Regions from separate parts of the Sus scrofa genome. Here region 2 is linked to region 1. The links are chromatin contacts, called in public Hi-C maps. All regions are on one chromosome and are shown on one strand. The core of a region is the stretch at or near the end of the contact, and the rest is flanking DNA. Distances in the headings are between cores, read along the strand shown. Region 1 overlaps CFTR (cystic fibrosis transmembrane conductance regulator). Region 2 has its middle 11 kb from the start of CFTR.

Region 1 (5,619 bases), core at 1,494-3,993:
TAACCTTTTTAAGATAATAAAACAATATACAATTAATTGGCAAATGAATTGTACAGATAATAGAAGTACTGTGCAATAGACAGAAAATGCTAGAAGGCCTTTTGGAATAGATGAGGTTTTGTCTGAGACTTAAAGAATGAGAAGAGTTAGAAAGATAGTACTCTCTCTTTAGTTCAAAAAATTTCTCTGCCTTTTCTTTTCTCATCCCCATACATCTCCTCTTTTTTCGTTGTCACTAGATGCTTCTCTCTCTCCCTCCATTAAAAACATTCGTCCATACATTCTTCCTTTTTCTTTCACAATCAAGAAGGAATCCATCAACTCTCCTTGATCTGACACCAATATTATCTATATTTAAACTACGAAAGTGCCTCTGCAGCATGTGGAAGTTCCCAGGTCAGGGATCAACCCTGGGCCACTGCCGTGACACCGCCAGATCCTTAGCCTGCTGCACCACAAGGGAACTCCAAAATGGTTACTTTTTTGTCCATTAGTTTCTGATACTTACCATATGAATGTCAAATAGAACTTTACACACAAAACTGTAAACTCGCAAAGCTGGTAAGATAGTAAGTGATCATTTATATAAGAACGGGTTGGTAGCTCCTAGAGGCTAAAACCATGCAGCCACTGCCCCCAAGGAATGGTTGCTGCCAATACTCCTGATCGAAGGGGATGAAAATGATCAAAATTGTGATTTTAAAAATGCTGACACATTACAGGAGAGAGAGCAGGACCCAGTGGAGCTGGCTACCCAGGCACTGGAGAAATATAACCTAGAGGGCGCATCTAGCACTGTGATGAGGAGGACCTTGCAAGGTTACGGGACATGTGAAACCAAGTGCTTCATTTATTTCTATGGAATTAAATATTTTTGTTCAGCTCATGGACCAGACCATAGTCCTAGGTAGGATTCCATCCAAATAACAAGGGTGACAGCTAAATTTTACCCCTCAGTCTTAAATCCTCAATCTGGCTAAAGGAATAGCTCAGCCTTTAAGCCTCTACTTAAGTGTTCTACGCAGCAACACACTTTCTGTGCTCAATTTAGAGCAATTAGCAAAATGGCTCGCATGTGTATTTCTCCTCTTCTTCCACCATGTTTTCTTTCCCCCTATCCCATCCCCTTTTAAAACACTAAGTATTTTCCAGGAAAAAAAAAGAATAATTTATCTTATGTGAATAGATTGAGTGCAGGTTTTTGTAAAGGACCATATTTCTAACGCAAGCTTGAAAAGCCAGATTGAAGGAATTATTAAAAATTACTGAAATTATTATTTTTTGAAAAATTATTGAAATTTTTTTCAAATTTGAATGCAATATAGTATTGATAAATCAGTTAGAACCTCAAAGGTTTTCAAAATTTAGATTATCAGGGAGTTGCCATTGTGGCTCAGCAGAAACGAATCTGACTAGTACCCATGAAGATGTAGGTTCAATCCCTGGCCTCTCAGTGTGTTAAGGACCCAACATTGCCATGAGCTGTGGTGTAGGCTTGGACCCAACATTGCCGTGAGCCGTGGTGGGGCTCAGATCCTACGTTGCTGTGGCTGTGGTGCAGGCCGCCGGCAGCTGCAGCTCCGATTAGACCCCCAGCCTGGGAACAGCCTTATGCTATGCCTGCCGCCCTAAGAAGCAAAAGAAAAAAATACATAAATATCAGTAGTTATTGTGATGTTCTGATTATAACACACTTACACTCAGGGGATTACAGATTTAGAGGGTGCAGAATCCTAGTCTAGTGTAAGAATTTAACAAAGATTTGTGGAATGAAGGAAGAAAAGATACTGGCAAGATACTGGCAACATAAAGAGATAAAAGTGAAGGGAAAGATAGGAAGCAATAGAAGACAAGGAACTATTGTAGACACTTCAGCAAATATCCCTAGTGAATAGAAATGTCCAAAGAATACAAATGCAATATATTACATTTGACTATATCGAATATTATAAAACAGAATGAGTAAGAGGCTGTTTCAGCCAAATTTCTCCCAGAAGCCTACAGAAAGCTTCTATGAAGCTTTGTCATAGAAGCTTACAGAGAGCAATCAGAAGATCCTCAAATGAGCTCAGACTTAACATGTTCAGCTTGAATGGAATACTATCAAATTCTTCCAAAAAAGACCAGAAACAGCACTTTTTTTGAGTATCACTCTTCAAATTCTGACCTGGAACTGGTCCAGAGAAAGGAGGAAAATGCATTAAGAAAATGAGGGATTTGGAGTTCCCTGGTGGCCTAGCAGGTTAAGGATCCAGCATTGTCACCGCTGTGACTCAGGTTTGATTCCTGACCTGGGAACTACTGCATGCTGTGGGTGTGGGGGGAAAAAAAGAAAAAGAAAAAAGAAGAAAAAGAAAATGAGTGATTCAAGGAAAGAATTGCTTAGATAGGTTCTTGGTACTAAGTTAATCTGTCTATTTAAACCATAACCACAAGCTACTGTTTCCTTTTTATTTTTAGAACAGTAGTCCTTTTGAGCTCCTGTGATAATGCATTCTGTCCCAGTGCCCAGTCTGTTCAGCACTCTTAGTCAGTAAGCACTGCTGGCACCCTGGGGTCCCCAGGTCTGCCTGGGATGATGCCTGGTGACTGATAGGTCATCTTCTCTGGGCTGGCTTAGAGGAAATGGGACTTCTCAGTGTGAAACTGTCCCTCATGCTGTGGAGAATTTCCAGGCTGGGGGCACTCTGGGAAAATGCCATGAGGAACTGCATCTCAGTGTCCTTGCTCCTGAGTCACCGGAGAGCTGAAATCTTAATTATGTTTGCAGTGCCCATTTAGAGAGTTACTGGGTGTCATGTAAACTATGCTAGTGGTGATTGTTCAATAAGTAACAAAGCTGGAATACTGAACTGGATGGCCCAGGGCCCAGGATTTGAACCCTGGTCTGCAGGTTTATTGTGAAATCTCAGTTACTTAACAGCTTTGTAACTTAAATTCTCCTAATCACAACCTGGGTAGAATTATAGCCCATCTTTCATAAAGGTGCTAAGTATGACACTTAAGGATGTGGCATATACAAAGCAATTCAATAAATATAAATCAATGAAACAAAATGTGGCAATCCAAGTGGAATATTTTTAATGCTAAAATAAAACTTAAAACAAGATAGAAAATGTGAACGGCAACATTGGCCAGAGAGCACAATGACCTATCTTCTAGCTCTGTTTCCACTAACTCCATAAGTAGCTTTGGGCAAGTGTCTTCCGGCCTTCAGTTCTCCATCTGTAAAATGGGGATCATGGTACCTTCCTTTAAGAGTTGAAAATTTTGAAATAACTTAATGTAAAGAGCTTGGTCCATAATGCACATTCAAGCAGTAGTGATTTGCACTTTTATAATGAGACATATATACAGTAATCTATTCATATCATTCATTTCCACTTGGCCTTGAGTAGAACGCTTGTCTGATATGACAGTATGCACCACTCTCCTACTAAAGGAAAAGCTGATTCTTATTAAGGCCTGAAAATGTAACCTTTATTAGCATATGATGATAAGAAACGCACAAGGGGTAATATATGGGAAAAGAAGTGGACTTAGAATTGGAAGCCCTGTGTTCAAGTCCCAAGTTGGCCTGTATTTACCAGATGTACTTCTGCTGAGGTTGCTATCCACGTGGTTATGTGTTTTGAAACTAAAAGTCAAAGTCTTGAAAGTGACACTATATTCCCAGACAAGATCTAGATACTTTCCAAATGCTACCACTTGGAGATGGTTGTTTAACTTTAACATTTTAGCCATGCTAAATTTTGCTATGATATTTTTATTCATCTTACTATTTTCTTATTATAAAAGAATCGAGGAGGGGGAGAGAATTCCAGTTCCTTACCCTTTTTTTTCTGAGAAACTTTTTCTTGCTTTTAGGATGGTTATGCCATATTTGCTTTGAAATTTCCTCTAGAATATGTTTCAGCAGTACAAACAAATAAGAAGACTATTTTTAAGCACCTACGCTCTCTGATAATTGACTAAGATACCACTGAATGAAGAACACCTAGTTAGACAAATAAATATTTTAGCAACCAACACCACAGTAACCTTCTTGTGAGTCCACATTAGAATTCTATAATCAGAAAGTAGATCAGTGCAAGTGGCTTTTAGGAAATTCTGTGCTTGAATTCATCTGTGCACATTTATTTGCAGTCTGCTAGACTGGAGTGGGAGTACAAGATTTTGTATTTCAAGATAGCTCTATCAGATGCTATGTGATCTTCCCTGACATTTGGTACCAAAAAAAAAAAAAAGTCTAGTGATAAAACCTGTATGTAAATCATTACGCTTTTGTGATTTTATTTCTATAAGATATAGTCTCATGAAAAGGATAGTTTGGTCATAGGTACATGTCTTTCATTTTAAAAGATACTGCTGCCAGAATCCTTTACCAAACAACTTTTAAAAGATACATTTCTGGAGTTCCCATCATGGCTCAATGGTTAATGAATCGGACTAAGAACCATGAGGTTGCGGGTTCGATCCCTGGCCTCACTCAGTGGGTTAAGGATCCGGCGTTGCCGTGAGCTGTGGTGTAGGTTGCAGACACGGCTGGGATCCTGCGTTGCTGTGGCTATGGTGTAGGCTGACAATAACAGCTCCAGTTAAATCCCTAGCCTGGGAACCTCCATACGCCATGGGTGTGGTCCTATAAAAAGACAAAAAAAAAAAAAAAAAAAAAAAGTTACATTTCCATTAGCAAGATTTCAGAGTAACGTTTTCCTCACATAATCATCAATGATAGGTATTATTACACTTTAATTTTTACTAACCTGTCATTTGAATTTTCATTTTCCTTAATAATAATAGAAAAATTTTAAATATTCATTGGTAATGTGGGTTTTCTCTTCTGTTGAAATATCTATTTTAATCAGAATTTTGTTTTTCTCTTATTAAATCATTTTTCTTTAGAAGATATGGATATGAACAACTTTTTCTGCTACATATTTTTGAAACATTTTTTCTGTTTCTGTTTTCACTATGTATGAACCAGTCTGTTATACGCAAAATTTTAATTTTTCAGAAGTCAGTATATCTACGTAGAATTCCTATTTGGGTAAAAAAATACTCCTATACATTCATGTTATACAGGTAGTATCCTATTTATTACTCTTTTCGAGAGTTCTCTTTTGGTGCAGAGGGTTAAGGATCCAGCCTTGTCACTGCAACGGCTCAGGTTGCTACTGTGACTTGGGTTTACTTTCTGGCCTGGAAACTTCCATATGCTGCAGGCACAGCCAAATAAAATGATTATTACTCTTTTTAAATTAGGAAATTTATTCAAGACATGATTTATGTTTATACATGATGTAAGATAAGAATCTAGTCTTTTAGTTGGCTAGTAGACTTGATTTATTAAATAAATTATTTTTGCACTAAATTTATGTATCATGTCATATTCTTATATTTTCAAAGATATATTTCTGGGTTCCTTTGATCCATTTTCTATTCCCATGCTAATATTCTGCTGGTTTTTTTGGTGTTGGGGGTTTTTAATAGCTTTAAGTATGATTTAATATCTGACAAGGCACAAATTTTCTCCAAAAAGTCTTGCCCCTTTTTCCTCAGTATTCTATATAGTAATAATATTAATAATACTAATAATAGCTAGTGTATATCGAGTGC
Region 2 (5,619 bases), core at 1,124-3,623, 110 kb after region 1:
GATAAGTATGAAAATCGTCTAAATCCTTTTCAGAATAAAGTGTCTCATGCTAACTAAAGAAAATCAAATTGGAAAATATGCATCATAGTTTTCATCTAAACAAATTTGACAGTTACAAAGTTTTACCTAAAACTAATTGAAAAATTTTATGGCAAATTAAGTTTAGCATGATCCTGTTCTGCAAGAAAAAATTGTGTGTTGTATGTACTTGTTAGCTCCAGAAATAACATTACATGCATCAGAAAAATCCTATAAAGTTGGTAATTTTATTTTCACCATCATTCCATTTTACACATGAAAGAACTGAGGTACAGAAGGTTAAAGTTCAAGAAATAGAGCTAGAATTTGAAGGAACCTAGTGAATGACTCCAGAGCTGAGCATTTAATCGAGGGGCTCTGTGTATAACTGGACCACATAGAACTGTTTTGTTTGTTTAAGAGGATCTAACTTTCACAGTTTATCCACTTGCTTCACTGTTTAGGTTAAAACAGGGACTTACCACAAAGGAGGTTTTGGGGTTTTTTTCCCTTCTTTTTCTTCATTTTTTCGGAATCCATTGAGTGGAATCTTCATTATAGGAATGTAAAGTAGGCAGGTATCCGTGGGGGAAAAGAGGAGAACAAAATTTTTCCTTCTTTTCTTTTGAGATTCAGCATAGTTAGAATCTATTTGATCAGCTGAGATGACTCCAACTGAAATGCTCCAATGTGGACACCATGGGTCTATAGAGAATTAGACACACCATGAGAGGAAAAGATGATGTCAAGGCCTTCTGCTTGGTGGGAGATGGGCCCCTTTGCAGCTGAATCTGGAAGGTTGCCTTTTCCCACCCACCATGAGACACTGGATGGGCTTTGGCAACTACTGGAAAAACGCTGAAAGTGCAATTATAATGTACTCTTGGCTGAGACTAAGTAGGGGGATGAGTTTCATCTTCTGCGAACAGCTATGACGTGCAGAAATCTGATCCAAGGCAGCAGTGGGCATGGGTGCATCAGACTCCGACAGGACCTGTTTTCACCAGTGACACAACGTTGTGGTTACAGGGGCTCCTGCAGCAGAAAATGAGGTGGAATATGTGACAGCAGACTGGACAGATCCTCCATGTTCTCCATCTCTCTGGTGTGTGGAGACAGAAATAAGTGCTTTGGATGATGAAAACCCTGGGGTTCTTGGACATTTTGGTGGGGGGGGAGGTTGGAGGAAGAAAAGCATCCTGTGAAGTAAAGTGACTTTCTGACTTCAATCCACAAATGTTTCTGGAAAGCCTATCTTGCTTCAGTCTTTTGCCAGGAAGGGGAAAAAAGTAAAGACAGAATTCTGCTACAACTTTCAAAGGGCTTTTTGGATCTAAATTGTTACTTAACCTGACAAAACAAAGCATTAGTTGCCAAGCCCAAAGGAAGTCACCAGGGTCCATCACTTTCATTCCTTCTAGATTCTGCAAAATCTAAAATCTACAGCAACTCCTTAAATTCCCTTCAGCTCCCTTTCTTTCCCCCCCACTTCAGGGCTTCATTGTTCCCCAACTTCTAGTTTTAGGATATAGTTACAAAGAAAAATACTTCCATGGTATTAGTTTAAACAGTTGACCCACGAGTTTCCCCTACCACTAGTTCATTAGAAGGTAATATTCTTATATAAATCCTATGAGTGTTACATGTCTTATGTAAACACCCATTTATACAGCATTTCATTTTTTTGCATGTTAAGAGCAGTATTTTTTTTTTTTTTTGGTCTTTTTGCAGCCACACCTGTGGGAATTTCCCAGGCTAAGGGTTGAATCGGAGCTGTAGCTACTGGCCTATGCCACAGCCACAGCAATAATAGATCCAAGCCGAGCCTGCAACCTACACCACAGCTTGTGGCAATGTGGGATCCTTAGCCCACTGAGCGAGGCCATGGATCGAACCCGCCTCTTCATGGAGTTGGGCTTGTTATCACTGAGCCATGACAGGAACTCCAAAAACAGTAATTTTTAAAATGTAAAAATGCAGGGTAAAACAAAATTTTTAGAGCTCTATTTTGGCAATTTTTTTCTTCAAAAAAAAAAAAAAAAAACAAAAAACAAACACATAAAACCTCCAAAATAAAAGTGTCTAGGTCCTGCTTGCCCAGAGGACCCTATAAACTCCTCAGTCCTCTTAGAGGCCAGGCAAAGGACACTGGCGGGGCAGCCGCAGTTCTCACAGCCCTGTCAATGCAGAGCCCTCCCCCTAAACAAAGCAGGACATCCACTTCCCATGTCCCTCAGGACCCATGGGGGTACTTCTCATGTTCCCTGTCAGATGACCTGCACGCCCTCAGCACTACCGAGGAACAGAAACCTTGACCCTTTCTGCACCTGCCAAGTGGTTGGCACTGTGGGAACCCAGCAACTGACAGGTCCCTGGAGGAGAGCCAGGCCCAGGGAACACCCCGTCCCATGCCTCGGGCTCCTGGCCAACTCAGAGCCAGCCACCAGCTGCGATTGCACTGCTGTTTTTCAAGACCCAATTTGGTCATGATTCTAATTGTCTTTAGGAATTCTTTTTATTCATACCTATCAAATAATATAGCACATGACTCTTGGAAATTATTCGTCTGGTCCAAAACGGGGTAGGGAATAACAGCCTATTCAATTATTACATTGTATCTTTCTTGCTTTCGGGAAAGTGAAGATTTAAAAAACTGATGCAAAATAAATGTAGATTTAAAGATCTGGTAAAAAACGTGGGTTGAATAGTGATTCAGTCACCTGAACGTGTTCTCATACAAACCCAAACAAATTAGAGGCTTACACCAATCTGGATAAATCAAGAAAAAAATGGAGGGTTTTTTTTGTTTTGTTTTGTTTTTTTCCTGGTATCTGCTTCTATGTTCACTGATAATTAAATTTAAAATATATTTTAATTTGTCTGTGTAAAAAAAGCAAATTTTAGATCCTCTCATTTCAAAGTTTATTGTCTATCAGACAGCATGGAATTAGGGGTTTAGAGCTTCTCCACTGGGAATTGAGATGTGCTATTTTGTGAAATGGGGGAACAAGAGCTCTCATTCATTACATCAGGTTGTGAGAATTAAATGTGTTGATATAAGTTAAAAATGTAACAAATTATCTAACACAGGATAAGTGTGTGTGTGTGTTTCAAATTTCACATCCTTAAATTAGCAATTCACTGAAGGCTGAAGTGGTTTTTCCATGATTTTTTTCTCCATTAAAGAATGAAATGTGTATGGGATAATTCTTTTAATGTACATCTTCTCAACAAGTTTTTTTGTTTATTTACTTCCTTCAAAAGTACAGGAAAATAAAACTCAACAATAAGAAAACAAAGAGCCCAATTGAAAAAAACAAGCCAAACAGCTGAACAGACACTGTACCGAAGAAGATGTGCAGATGGCAAATAAGCATATGAAAAGATGTTCATTGGCATTTGCCATTAGGGAATTGCAAATGAAAACCACAATGAGATACCACTGCCCATCTTTTAGAATGGCTAAAATCAAAAAAACTGATGATATCATTCACCACTAAGGATTGCTGGTATGATCCCATAATGGCACAGCAACTTTGGAATACAATTTGGCAGTTTCTTAAAAAGCCAAGTATAGCCTTACTAGACAATCTAGCAATCACAGTTCTAGGTGTTTGTCCAACTGATTTGAAAATTTTTATCCACCTAAAAATCTGCACATGAATGTTTATAGTAGTTTCATCCATAAATGCCAAAACCTGAAGTAAACAAGATTTATTTCAATTAGCAAATGGGTAAACAAACTGTGGTGCATCTAAACAATGGCATACTACTCAGTAACAAAAAGGAATGAACTATCAAGCCATGAAAAGTCATGGACAAATCTTAAATGCACAGTGCTAGTGAAAGAAGCCAGTATGGAAAGTCCATATACTGTATGATTTCAATTACATGCATTCTGGAAAAGGTACAACTATACAGAGATGTTACATGGGTTAGTGGTTGCCAAGAGTTTGGGGTAAGGAGAGGTTTATATTACTGAAGCCCAAGGAAAATTTTTAGGAAAATGAAACTATTCGTTGTAATACTGCAATGGTGGATATATGACACTACGCATTTCTCAAAACACATAGAACTTTACAGCACAGAGTGAACCTTAATACCTGTGATTTTTTTTTTTTTTTAATTATGTAGGATGTCAGGAAGAGGGGAATGTCCAAGATGGAATACAGAATATAACAAAAGACTCTAACAGTATTACAAATGTATGAAACAACCTCACCCAAAGGAGTCAGGGGTAGAGGCATGTGGGAGAAGCTTCTGGACTAAAGGACTTTGGAAATAGCAGAGTCTGTAAATCTAAAGGTAAAAGAGTCTATATAAGCAATCCTCTAGTTGATAAAGTTTTATCCCACGGAGGTACAGGTTAACAATTCTGAAACCACTGTATATTTATACTGGAAATGAAGAGTTAAGTAAATAGATAGTGGATAGTGGAAGTCAGGTTTCTCACTGTTAGAGTAGGAAGCTACAGTGGGAAAAGATTAGAATGATCCTTATGGTAATGGATTAGTATTAGAGACACCAATATTAACTCATTATTAGTTTAATAAAGATACAGAAGGTTATATTTAGAATTATTTCTAGGCGTGTATATACACAAGTTAGTATACACATATATATTTTCTTGTTCCGTCAGCTGAGATAGTCTAGAAACTATGACATCTCGATAGCAGCCACATATCCTAACACTCAAATCTTGGTATTAAATATTATCCCTCAATAAAAGGAATAGCTTCCTTTTAGGACTGGGAAAGAAAATATACAAAATGAGCTTGAAAAATCTTGCAGTGCCAGAAAGCAAAGAAGTGCTTAAAAAAAAAAAAAAAAAGACAAAACAAAAACTGTAATTATGGGGTATTTCAAAGGAATCTAAGAGTCAGGTAGAAGCACACACTAATGGTCAACGCCAAAAAATTAGAGCCATAAAATAATTAAAACTCACCTGAATTATGACTCAAGTATAAAATAAATATCCACAAGTCCATGCTGACATAAATAAATGATTGAGTAAGTTTATGGAAGGGAATAGACACATTTTCTGCACAGAAGAATTCCACATAATTTCTGTAGATACTTCACTCTCAAGGAGATGGAGCTCAACTCCCAACTCAAGTGTGGGCTGTGCATAATGACTTCCTCCCAAAGAGTGCAGTATCAAGGGGAGAAAGAGTAATTTTATAGAGAAGGAGCCTGACAAACACTGTTTCAGCCAGGTGATCAAGGCCAGCATCAACAATGATAGGTCATGTGGATAATATGTACCCTTGATATTATGTGATGAAAATGGCACTTTATCTCTGTGGTCCTTCTCCCTAAAACTCACAGCCCTAGTTTTATTATGAAAAAGTATCAGACAAATATCAGACTAAGGTATGGACTTCAGTTAATAATGTATCAAGATTGGTTCATCAATTGTGATAAACGTACCCTATATTGGTAATAAAAGGGGAAAGTGCATGTGGGATAACGGGACCTCTCCGTAGTATCTTCACAATATTTTTGTAAATCTAAAGCTATTTTAACACAAAATTTTTATTTAAAAAATAAGGAAAAAAATCACTGATTTTTGGCACATTTTCCATGCAACCACAAATTATA

The links. Hi-C and Micro-C count contacts between places; a contact is called where the count stands out from the background.
Region 2: a contact with region 1 is called in a Hi-C map of fetal heart ventricle, with 3 times the contacts expected there. The contact joins two enhancer-like sites. A contact is called at or near these places in 3 of 47 Hi-C or Micro-C datasets (embryonic fibroblasts, fetal heart ventricle and heart right ventricle).

What each region holds. Positions count from the first base shown.
Region 1 is chr18:28,712,663-28,718,281 of Sscrofa11.1, forward strand. The region is part of intron 11 of CFTR (cystic fibrosis transmembrane conductance regulator); the gene reads right to left. Among named protein-coding and RNA genes, the nearest start is that of CFTR, 100 kb to the right of the region's middle. Within about 2 kb of position 2,744, at least 3 of the 83 cell types and tissues checked have an H3K27ac peak or open chromatin away from gene starts, as enhancers often do.
Region 2 is chr18:28,825,133-28,830,751 of Sscrofa11.1, forward strand. No RefSeq gene overlaps it. Among named protein-coding and RNA genes, the nearest start is that of CFTR, 11 kb to the left of the region's middle. Within about 2 kb of position 2,374, at least 10 of the 83 cell types and tissues checked have an H3K27ac peak or open chromatin away from gene starts, as enhancers often do.